Linked DNA regions of Sus scrofa: region 1 is linked to region 2. Evidence: chromatin contacts called from public Hi-C data. All regions are on one chromosome and are shown on one strand. Each heading gives the region's core, a stretch centred on a gene start, on an enhancer-like site or on the middle of the called end of the contact. The rest is flanking DNA. Distances are from core to core; before and after follow the strand shown. Region 1 overlaps ALPK2 (alpha-protein kinase 2). Region 2 has its middle 79 kb from the start of ZNF532.

Region 1 (4,962 bases), core at 595-3,094, 190 kb before region 2:
ATCATTTTAAAATGGAAAAGGGAAAATTTCTGAGAAAGGTCTAAGCTGTCCAGGAGTTTAATGTGTACATGGCTTCACTTCTACACCTGAATAGGTAGAGGTTTTTCCTTTATTAATTTGGTTCATTTATATATATATATATATATATATAATGAGCTGTAGTACACATCTATTGACCATTATACATACAAAGTTTGGGTAGCTTCCTGGACATGATTTGAGCTGTGCAGGAAGATTGGTTGAAAACACCACAACCCTCTGAGGTTTCCTCCCCTGCCTGAATTTCCACTGCCTATGTCAGTCGTTATTTTAAGATCTTGCCATCATCACAGCATCAGTGCCAAACATTTATGGACTAGCTGCCATGTGTAGAATTCTCTGGAAAAAACTGTCAAGTGCTTGGCAAAGGGCTCAAATTAAAAGTCCCCTATTTGCCTGGATGTCGCCCACCCAATACTGCTTACTAGCCTATCAGACTAGTCTGCAGAGGACAAAACACAGGACAGGTAAGCTTTGATTAGTGTGGCTTGGTCACTGGACTGTCACAGCCATGGTATTGTGCCTTGATTTACAAAGCAGTGGTGTTCCTACTAAGGTTTGCTCCTTCCTCCCCCTTCTCTATAAACTCCGACTTTAAAGGAGCCCAGTGAAGCCCCATGGAGGAAGAAATATGGTGAATCCTTGACCATGGACAACTCATCCACTTGAGTATTTACTGAGCATCTACCATATATGCTAAGCTCTGTGCTAAGGACTGGGAAGCATCAGTGAGCATCACCAAGACAGCTGGCCTTTTGGAAGTGAGGTTCCAGCAACAAGCCTTACTGGTTGGTCCACTGCAGATGTGAAATTCCATAAAATGTGATGGTCACCAATGGGATTTGCTTGAAGTGGAGCCTTTAACAGCGCAATACTTACTTGCCAAGGCTCAAGGCATTAGTTCCAAGGCCAGGCTCCTTGGAGGCCAACTCAGAAAGGGAAACCACAAGACTCACACATTTCAAATGAGTCAGACCTTTTCTCTCAGGGAGAGAGCTTAGTTAAATCATCATGAACTCCAGCAAATGATTCTCTTACTGCTCAGCTATTCTCATGGAGTGAGTGGCAGAACTCAGGTGGCTTTGTTGGGTAGGAAAATTATTCTCATTCAGGTGCAGGGGAGGAGGGTTTAGGGCTCTAGGTGGAAACACCCAGCAAAGTGTGGGGACTCAGCACTGGCCACCTGCTTCAGCCCATATTGCATGCATGACCCCAAGTAATCTCTTTAGCCTCTGTGACCCTCTGTCTCTTCCTCTAAGACTAACCACACGCACGTCAGCACTCTGGCACTCACTGACACTCGTTTCCCTTGTTCTGTGAAAAGACAGTAGGGGCTAAGGCAGAAAACGGAGCCAACTCCAATGAGCAGAGCAGTGTGCTTTTGGGGCTTTATGTTCACTCATGATATAATAAGTCTGAAATACTGATACTAGCATCTCTTCTTTACTGATGAGGTCAAGAGCCTGGCTCCAATCACAAAACAGAAACCCCGGTAAGTAAGGGAAGCTGAGCATTAGGAATTGCTAACTGCAATAGGATAACTGCAATGTACCAGGAAAGCCTAAAGGTGCACTAAGGGAGGTGGGGTCCCAAGGAGGGACCACCTGGAAGGGGCACAGACCTAGCTGGAGGTATAACCAGGCCATCCAACAGCAGAAGTTTGATGAGATGGCGAGGCCAGAGCTGGTCTGGAATTGCTGGGTGAGCAGTACACCACCTTTCTGTGTGAAGGCAGGAAGCCAGCGGTCAGCACCCAGCGTGCAGTCGTACAGTGGGAGTCGGGGACCAGCAGAGGCTTGACAGAGCGGGTGAGCGACACGCAGTGGGGGTAGGGAGAGGGAACGACAGCCCATATATAGCCCTTGTGGGGGCTGGTGGAAGGAGTCTGGATATTGGTGTTGGCAGGAAGCCCTAAGTAGGCTGGCCACGCGAAGCTGTGGTTTCTGAGTCGAGGGCTACAGGAAGGTTATCATTAGGCCAAGGCTACCAGGCTGCAGATGGACCATGTTCCGGGCTCTGTGGCTGGGCAGCCTCTATGGGATGACCTCCACCCTCATCTCCCTGACCCCACAAGCACTGCTGAGAAGAAAAGGACTCCTCTTCCGCCCACACCCTCTGCCGAGCGTCACATCGAAAAGGAGGGATGGGAATGGAATTCTGTTATCACCAAGCACATACTGAAGGGTGTTTTTGGAACTGAGAGGCAGTAATTAAGAACTGGCCTTGAGATCACTGATGTCAGGGTTAGAAATATCTCCCCAGGGTCCCCATAGTCAATGGCAGAGCCAGGATTTAAAGCTAAGTCTATCTGGCTCAAAAGGCCTTTCAACTCGGGCTTTCTAACAAGAGTAATTAAAAGAAAATCCCACTGAAGGGCTGGGAACACCCTCATTTAAACCCAGGACACCTGAGTTCTTGAGACACGTTGGTTTTACAACTATAATGGTCCTTATTCCACCCAACATGACCATGTGTTTATTGGCTTCCTCCCAAGCTGAGGACAGGATTGTGTTACTTGAATTTTTAGAACTTTAGGACATACTAAGGACCTAATATTGCTGAATGAATATACAGATGAATGAGTACAGGAGAGGGAAGGGTAGTCCAGATTTAGCAATACTTCCAAACCTGTTGTTTTGAAAGCAGCGTTAAGCTTGAAAACACTCTGCTTGCACAAAGGTCTCCCGCCCCATCTGTCCAACATGCCTGATTCTCCAAGCACCTTGTTTCTATCTGTTGGCCTTTCCAAAAATTCTGCCTAAGCATGCCCCCCCCACCCCCAAGCCCATGAAGGTGTGTCGTCTCTTCACCCACCCCCTGAAGTGCAGGCTTATCTTCATTAGTGGGAGTGTCCTGGATGCCACCAAGGGCATGACACTAATTTGAGTAGCTGACAATAGAAGGTGGATAAGATCCCTCCTTCTCAGATAGCTTGCAATCCAGCTGCAGAGACAAGATGTACGTGGAAAAGATAAATAGCCATTCTTGCCAAGCTGTGCTAGTGGCTAAAAGGATAGACATTAACGAGCAGAGCTGCTCCGGTGGTGGGGAGAAGGTCGCAGCTAAATACTCTTCCACTCAGTAGCTAAGATCCCTGCAGGGCAAAACCATGAGGCTGCTCTCACATTCTATGTATAAATGTTTAGGTGGGAGTTCCCGTCGTGGTGCGAGTTCCCGTCGTGGCTCAGTGGTTAACGAATCTGACTAGGAACCATGAGGTTGTGGGTTCGGTCCCTGCCCTTGCTCAGTGGGTTAACGATCTGGCGTTGCCGTGAGCTGTGGTGTAGGTTGCAGACGCGGCTCGGATCCCGCGTTGCTGTGGCTCCGGCGTAGGCGGGTGGCTACAGCTCCGATTAGACCCCTAGCCTGGGAACCTCCATATGCCACGGGAGTGGTCCAAGAAATAGCTAAAAAAAAAAAAAAAAAAAAAAAAAAAAAAATGTTTAGGTGATTCTTGGCTATTTCAGTACTGTCTCAGGAATGTTCTTCTATGATTAGAGTGGAAAGGAGTTAACTAATTCAACAGCATCCCCAATCCCCTTTCTCCCTTGACACCTCCAAGCAGAAAGCCTGGAAAGCCACAGATCTTCCTAGCCTCCTGCATAGCTAGAAGGGGCCAAGGGGTCAGCTAGTGAGACAGGGGGAATTCCACCAAGGAACATCCAGAGAAGCTTTGCTTTTTATGTAGACATATAAAATAGATATGGTGCAGACTTCGCCTACCCCCCTTCCTTCTTCCTGTGAAGATATGATGCATCTTCCAGTCCTAAGGCAAACAAAACAGCACAAGAATGAAAAGCCAGCAACGCTGTGGCTGGTGGAGCAGAGGACAGACTAGAGAGCTGACAGGCAGCCTCCCTCAGCCACTGGAGCACCCAGGTCTTCTACCCCCAGCCTTTTTGTGAAGTGAACAAAAGTCCTTCGGTTTGAGGCCACTGGGAGTTGGCAATTCTGTTAGCTGCAGCTAAAAGCTTTCCTAATGGAAACAAGAGGAGAGCACATGGCTGTGGATGAAGGAAAAGGCATGTGAGGTTCACCTAGAGCCTTCGGGAGGTGCTGGGCAGCTCAGGCAGGATGACTTTGAAGGACAGTGGTACCAAGGGCACCGGGTGTGGCTCTTGGGCTGGAGATTCAGGAGCTTGTCAACATGCCAAGGGATCAATAGGGCCTGGGGCAAGGTGAACTTGAAGTAGAAGAGGTTGGGAGAGGATGGGGAAATGTGAGAAGATGGATCGAAGGAGAGGCCATGGTTCTAAAAGCCACAGCCAACCACCCAGAGCCCGGAGAATTAAGCCATTTCACCCTTTGCTTCAGGTGGCCATTGGTGCCATGAGCCACCATGTCCTCTCATGGGACAAGTTCTAACTCCTGTTCCTTTTTAGGTATTCTTTGAATGTTCTTTCCTCTTTATCTAGACTAGATAATTCTTCATTGGTATCTAGTATTTGTTGAGCCTCAGTCTTCAACGGTTGTCTACACATTTTCCCCCAGTGGTTCCAGGAATCTTCAAATGGGAGCGTCCCCACTCCCCAGCCAACCCTGCTCGCCACGGCCTCACCCACGGCTGACCTTTCCTAAATATCTGCTGAGCCCTCACTACAGGGCACAGCGTCATTTGGTCATTTGTCATTCGATAGATCAAATCCATACCACCTGGGGCTCCGAGACTGAAAATAGCCCGGTCTCCAGCCAACGAAAGCTTAAAGGCAAACTGGAATATTTCAAGAACTTGAGTTTATTTTTAGGAGTGGCCCGGATGCCCAGAAAGGCGCTTCACTTGAAACTTTGAATGTTAAACCAATCAAGTGGGGGACCGTCATTGAAGATCCCAATCCTAAGACCTGACCTTGAAACACCCTCGTCATCCAGGATCAGTATTTCCCCTTCCAGGCCCTCCTGGGAGGCACAAAGCCGCCAGCCAAC
Region 2 (4,919 bases), core at 147-2,646:
CCAAAGCCCAGTCACAGCGCCTTGTAAGGAAGACAGGCACTCCAACAGGTCCAGTGGTCAGGGATGCTGGCTAAGCTACCCAGACATCCATGTCAATGGCCAACCTCACCAGTGAGGCTTGGCTTCCAGCAAAAGACCCTGCATCTACTGCCAATGCTCCTTTCTGACAGAGGAGCTTTAGCTGTAGGAACACCTGGGTGGCTTGAGGCTCACCTTGCTGGTCTGGAGGCCATCCTAGCCCTGTTCATGGACTTCACACACCTCAGGGCTGACCCAAGATGTGTCGACGTGGTGGTGCGACTCTCCAGACTACCTTTACCCTCATTTTCGTGCCCTGGTCCCTTGTTGGCAGTTGCGGCCACCATGGGTGACCAAGGCCCAAGCTGGGGCTGGCCAGCAGAGAGGGCCGGGGACTGTAGAAAGCACATGACAGACTGAAAAGAATGTCACCAAATAATGAAGAGAGGAAGGGAGAAGAAAGCTAACCAGTCCTCGTGGGTGAGTGATGGGGGGTGGTGTTGGTGTCTGGCTGGGCCACAGGGGCAGCTAGCTTTCAAAATGCCTCTTTAAAGGGACACTATGGGTCCCGCTGTGGTGCAGTGGGTTAAGAAATCGACTGCAGCAGCTCAGGTCACTGCAGAGGCACTGGGTTAAAGGATCTGGCATTGCTGCAGCTGTGGGGTAGGTCGCAGCTATGGTTCAGATTCATTCTCTGGCCCGGGAACTTCCATATGCCATGGATGCAGCCATTAAAAGGGGGGGGGCACTATTAGTAGATGCTGCTGCCTGAGTCTGCAGAAGCTCTGAGCCTATCCTCCAGATGCCCGGGGCACTGAAATGGGAAGATGGGGGTCTCCAGAGTCCCCTTTAGGAATCAGTTACACATCCCTGAAGGCCCTCCACATCCTCAGCATCTGCACCCAGGGCCACCTCAGGCTTCTCCTTGCCCTCATGGATGACCTGCCGCAAGCTGGAGAAGAAGCAGTGGGACCCCCATTGTTCCAACACTGCCTGAGCTCAGCCAGCTTTCTAAGCACAGGGCCCACAAGCACCCAGTGCAGGTTCTGCCCTCTGTGGAAGAACAAGAGAGGCGCCTCCTAGAAGCCTGGCTCCCACAGATTCCACCCATGGAACTGGTTCAGGAAGGTGAACAGGTTCTGCACGTGGTACCCCCAGCACACCTGCACACCATCCACGTGCAGGCCGATGACCCAGGTGGGCTCTGCTGGCAGCTGTAGCTCTGAGTGGCTGCCTTCTGCCCTGAAGCATCATCTCCAGGCTGGCACACATGCAGCTTGAAATCCAGGACACTGCACTCACTCGGAGGCGGAGGGCAGCTTCTACAGGAGATATGTATGAGCTGGCTCGCATGTTCTGCATTCTCCTTCACTCTCTGAGCTGTTGCTGCTGACTCATGCTCCAGGGTCAGAGTGTTTAAGCTGGGGAACTACAACCTACACTCTAGAACAAGACCTCAGATTACTTTTTTTCTTTCTTTCTTTTTTTGGCATGCTGAAGTTCCTGGGCCAGGGATCAAACCTGAGCAACAAAAGTGACAATCCCAATTCCTTAACCATTAGGCCACCAGGGAACTCAAAACCTCAGATTTCTTTAGCCACTCAGATTCTTCTAACTGCAGGAAGCTTCCTGATAGAAACATGATCCTACCAAGAAGAGGCATCCTGAGATGAAGAGGGCAGCCTCCCTGGGTTCAAAGACCAGCTCTGCAGCCTACTTACCCTGAAGCTTCAATTCTCGCCTTTGTGAACAGTATCGTCTACCACAGGGTACTTGAGAGAACAAATAAGGCAGGCATATAGTAAAAACTCAGTACCTGTTACTAACAGTTTCACCAAAATAAAATGTGGGCCACCCAAAAGGTCATTAAACTGCAGAGAAAAGAAAGGTTTAGAGGGTTGAATGGTACCCCCCTGCCAAAAAAAAAAAAAAAAAAATCTCCTAACCCCCCAGAACATGTGGCTGGGACCTTATTTGGAAATAGGATCCTAGCAGATGTAATTAAGTTCAGGATCTGAACACAAGATCATCCTGGGTGAGGGTGGCCCCTAATCCAAGGATGAGGGTCTTTCTAAGAGAAGAGAAGACAAGGGCACAGAGAAGGCCGTGTGAAGAGGCAGGCACAAACCGGAAAGGCGAGGAAGGATTCTCCCCTAGAACCTTCCAAGGGAGAATGAACCGGCCAAGACCTTAATTTCCGCCCAGTAAACTAGTTTGAGATTTCTGGTCTCTAGAACTGGGAGAAAATAAATATCTGTTGTTTTAAGACACCAATTAAGTGATCATTGGTTATGACAGCCCTAGGAAATGAATAGATTAGCAGCTCACAGGCGAACCAACCCTCCGTCAGACTCCAGCCCCAACCTGCCTTTGGAAGGACACTGATGACAGGAGAGGGGGCAGAGCAGGTCCTGAGCGCAATCACGGCTCTGGTTTCTATTGGAGTTGACATGTTTCTGTATCAGTCTCTCGCGCCCCCTCCTGGCCTAAAGCCAGAAGTACACCCCCTCAAGTCCAAGCTATGTCAGATGAAATGGGAGAACAGAGGGGATCTCAAAATTTAAAACAGAAATATGTTCATAAGAAAAAAAATTTAGGAGTTCCCGATGTGGCTCAGCGAAAACGAACCCTACTAGGATCCATGAAGATGCGGGTTTGATCTCTGGTCTCGCTCAGTGGGTAAAGGATCCGGCGTTGCCATGAGCCGTGGTGTAGGTCACAGATGCGGCTCAGATCCCACACTGCTGAGGCTGTGGTGTGGGCTGGCAGCTGCAGCTCCAATTTGACCCCTAGCCTGGGAACCTCCATATGCTGTGGGTGTGGCCCAAAAAGGACAAAAATAATTATTATTCGTTGAAAATCAAGATTTTCAACAAATACTAATAAACTTATAAGGTGCCTACCATGTGCCATATACTGTTCTAAGTGCTTTACACGAATTGTATCATTTACGTTAAGACACCCCCTAGGAAGCATATTATTACTCTTATCATCCCCATTTTACAGATGAGGAAATCGAGACAGAGAGGTAACTGGCCCAAGGTCAGCTAATGAATAGCACAGCTGGTCTAGGGATCCAGGCTGTTTGGCAACAGAGACCTGCGTCTTGTTTGAATGGCAGGAAGCTGTCAGACAAGAGGAGGTAAGGTAGGCGTTAAACATGGACAGAAAGTCAGGAACAAGACCAGGGTGGGCTTTGTATTCCATGTTGTTTTGTCATCACCCTCTTGGCAACTGGCTGACTTTGAAGGGGGGTCAGACAAGGGCAGGATAGCATCACCTTAACAACATTCTGGAAATTCAGTCTGGCTGCGGGATCAGGCGGAAACAACCTGGGGTGGGCAAGCTGTTCAGAGACTCTTGGAATGAGGGGGGACAGAGATGGGGCAGCGCACCCAGAACTCCGTTTGGAAAGGAGATGGGGACATGTGGCAAAGGACAGACAGCTGATGAGCACACACGGTGACGCTAGGAGCCAAAGCCCACCCTTTGGGGGACAGCTGAAGGTCACCTGGCTCTCCGGGGAGAGTGCCCAGTCCTGGTCTCTTGGAGATGGCTTGCGGGTGGTGATGCCATCTGCACATCACTGAAGAGTGGCTCAGACCCCAGTGAGAAACTCTGGGGCCCGAGGAGAGGAGCTGGTGAAGAATCTGCAGAGAGGCCTTCCAGGACCTTGGGTCTGCCCAGGCCTCCGGGGCCTGCCTGCCCGTCTCTGGGCCTGGCCTTGCCTTAGGTTCTCTCCTCTCCAGTCCTGGGTGGCCATGAACTGGGATTCCCAGCAGAGGGCAGTGCAGGCTCGAGTGTGATCTTGGCCCTCAGTCTGGACTTTTTTTTTTTTTTCCCCCAACCTGGGCGCTTCCACACACTCTGGGCCTTGGCCTCCAGCCCAGGGCAAAGGGAAGGCCCAGAGCCTCAGGAAAGGCTGTGAGCAGCAGTGGTTGGCAACCACTCGGCCAAGCCACAAGCAAGCCCTTGCCCCCTCCTCTCCTGACCTCTCACTCCATGACCCCACAGAAGCAATGAGAAACCTCCCTCCTGGGCAGGGCCACAGGCGCTGGGCCTCTTGGAAGGGAGGCTCCTGCCTTGAGGAACAGTCAACAAGGGTTTCTTTGGGGATGGGTCAGAGCACAGGAGCCAAAGGTTAGCTTACAGTCCCAGCTGACCTCTGAAACCTACACACACAGCAAGGGAAAGTGACAGGATTGAGGAAGGCTCCCCAGAAGCTGTGACCCTGGACTTGAGTCTCTTGAATTGGGTGTCAGATCATGAACAAAGGCCCTTTGATCCCTCTCACTCTCATTTGTTTTGTGTTTTTCCTTAATAATTTATTTTAATTACTTTTAACTATGGTCAAATATACCTAATGTAAAATTTATCTTCTTAGGAATTCCTATCATGGTGCAGTGGAAACAAATCTGACTAGTAACCATGAGGTTGCAGGTTCAATCCCTGCCCTTGCTCAGTGGGTTAAGGATCCAGCGTTGCCGGTGAGTTGTGGTGTAGATGACAGACGCGGCTCAGATCTGATGTTGCTGTGGCTGTGGCGTAGGCCGGCAGCTGTAGCTTGGATTAGACCCCTAGCCTGGGAACCTCCATATGATATGAGTGCAGCCTTAAAAACAAAAAACAAAAAAAAATTACCATCTTAATCATTTGAAGGGTATGGTTCAGCACTGTCAAGGGCATTCATACGGTTCCTACTTCCAGATGTTTTTCTGTTTTTTTTAAGTTTTATTGAAGTATAGCTGATTTAGGTTTTTATTGTGACTTTTTATAAACAAAAGCTAAATGGATACAGTAAACCTCAAAGAAAAGGCAGAGGCCTGGAAAATGATTTTGCTGAGAAACATACAGAAGAAATTCCAAGGTGGACCTAAGAGATCTCTCAGCCTACTGTGCAC

The links. A called contact is a pair of places that touch in the nucleus more often than the background predicts.
Region 1: a Hi-C map of embryonic fibroblasts shows a contact between it and region 2, with 4 times the contacts expected there. The contact joins two enhancer-like sites. A contact is called at or near these places in 1 of 5 promoter capture datasets (liver), 31 of 47 Hi-C or Micro-C datasets (alveolar macrophages, blood, brain and 14 more) and 2 of 2 datasets of contacts at active chromatin or transcription factors (alveolar macrophages and skeletal muscle).

The regions. Positions count from the first base shown.
Region 1 is chr1:162,256,988-162,261,949 of Sscrofa11.1, reverse strand. All of the region lies in intron 5 of ALPK2 (alpha-protein kinase 2), which reads right to left. Among named protein-coding and RNA genes, the nearest start is that of MIR122, 70 kb to the left of the region's middle. Within about 2 kb of position 1,844, at least 34 of the 83 cell types and tissues checked have an H3K27ac peak or open chromatin away from gene starts, as enhancers often do. A contact at or near this core is called in embryonic fibroblasts, where this site is marked.
Region 2 is chr1:162,062,993-162,067,911 of Sscrofa11.1, reverse strand. No RefSeq gene overlaps it. Among named protein-coding and RNA genes, the nearest start is that of ZNF532, 79 kb to the right of the region's middle. Within about 2 kb of position 1,396, at least 6 of the 83 cell types and tissues checked have an H3K27ac peak or open chromatin away from gene starts, as enhancers often do. A contact at or near this core is called in embryonic fibroblasts, where this site is marked.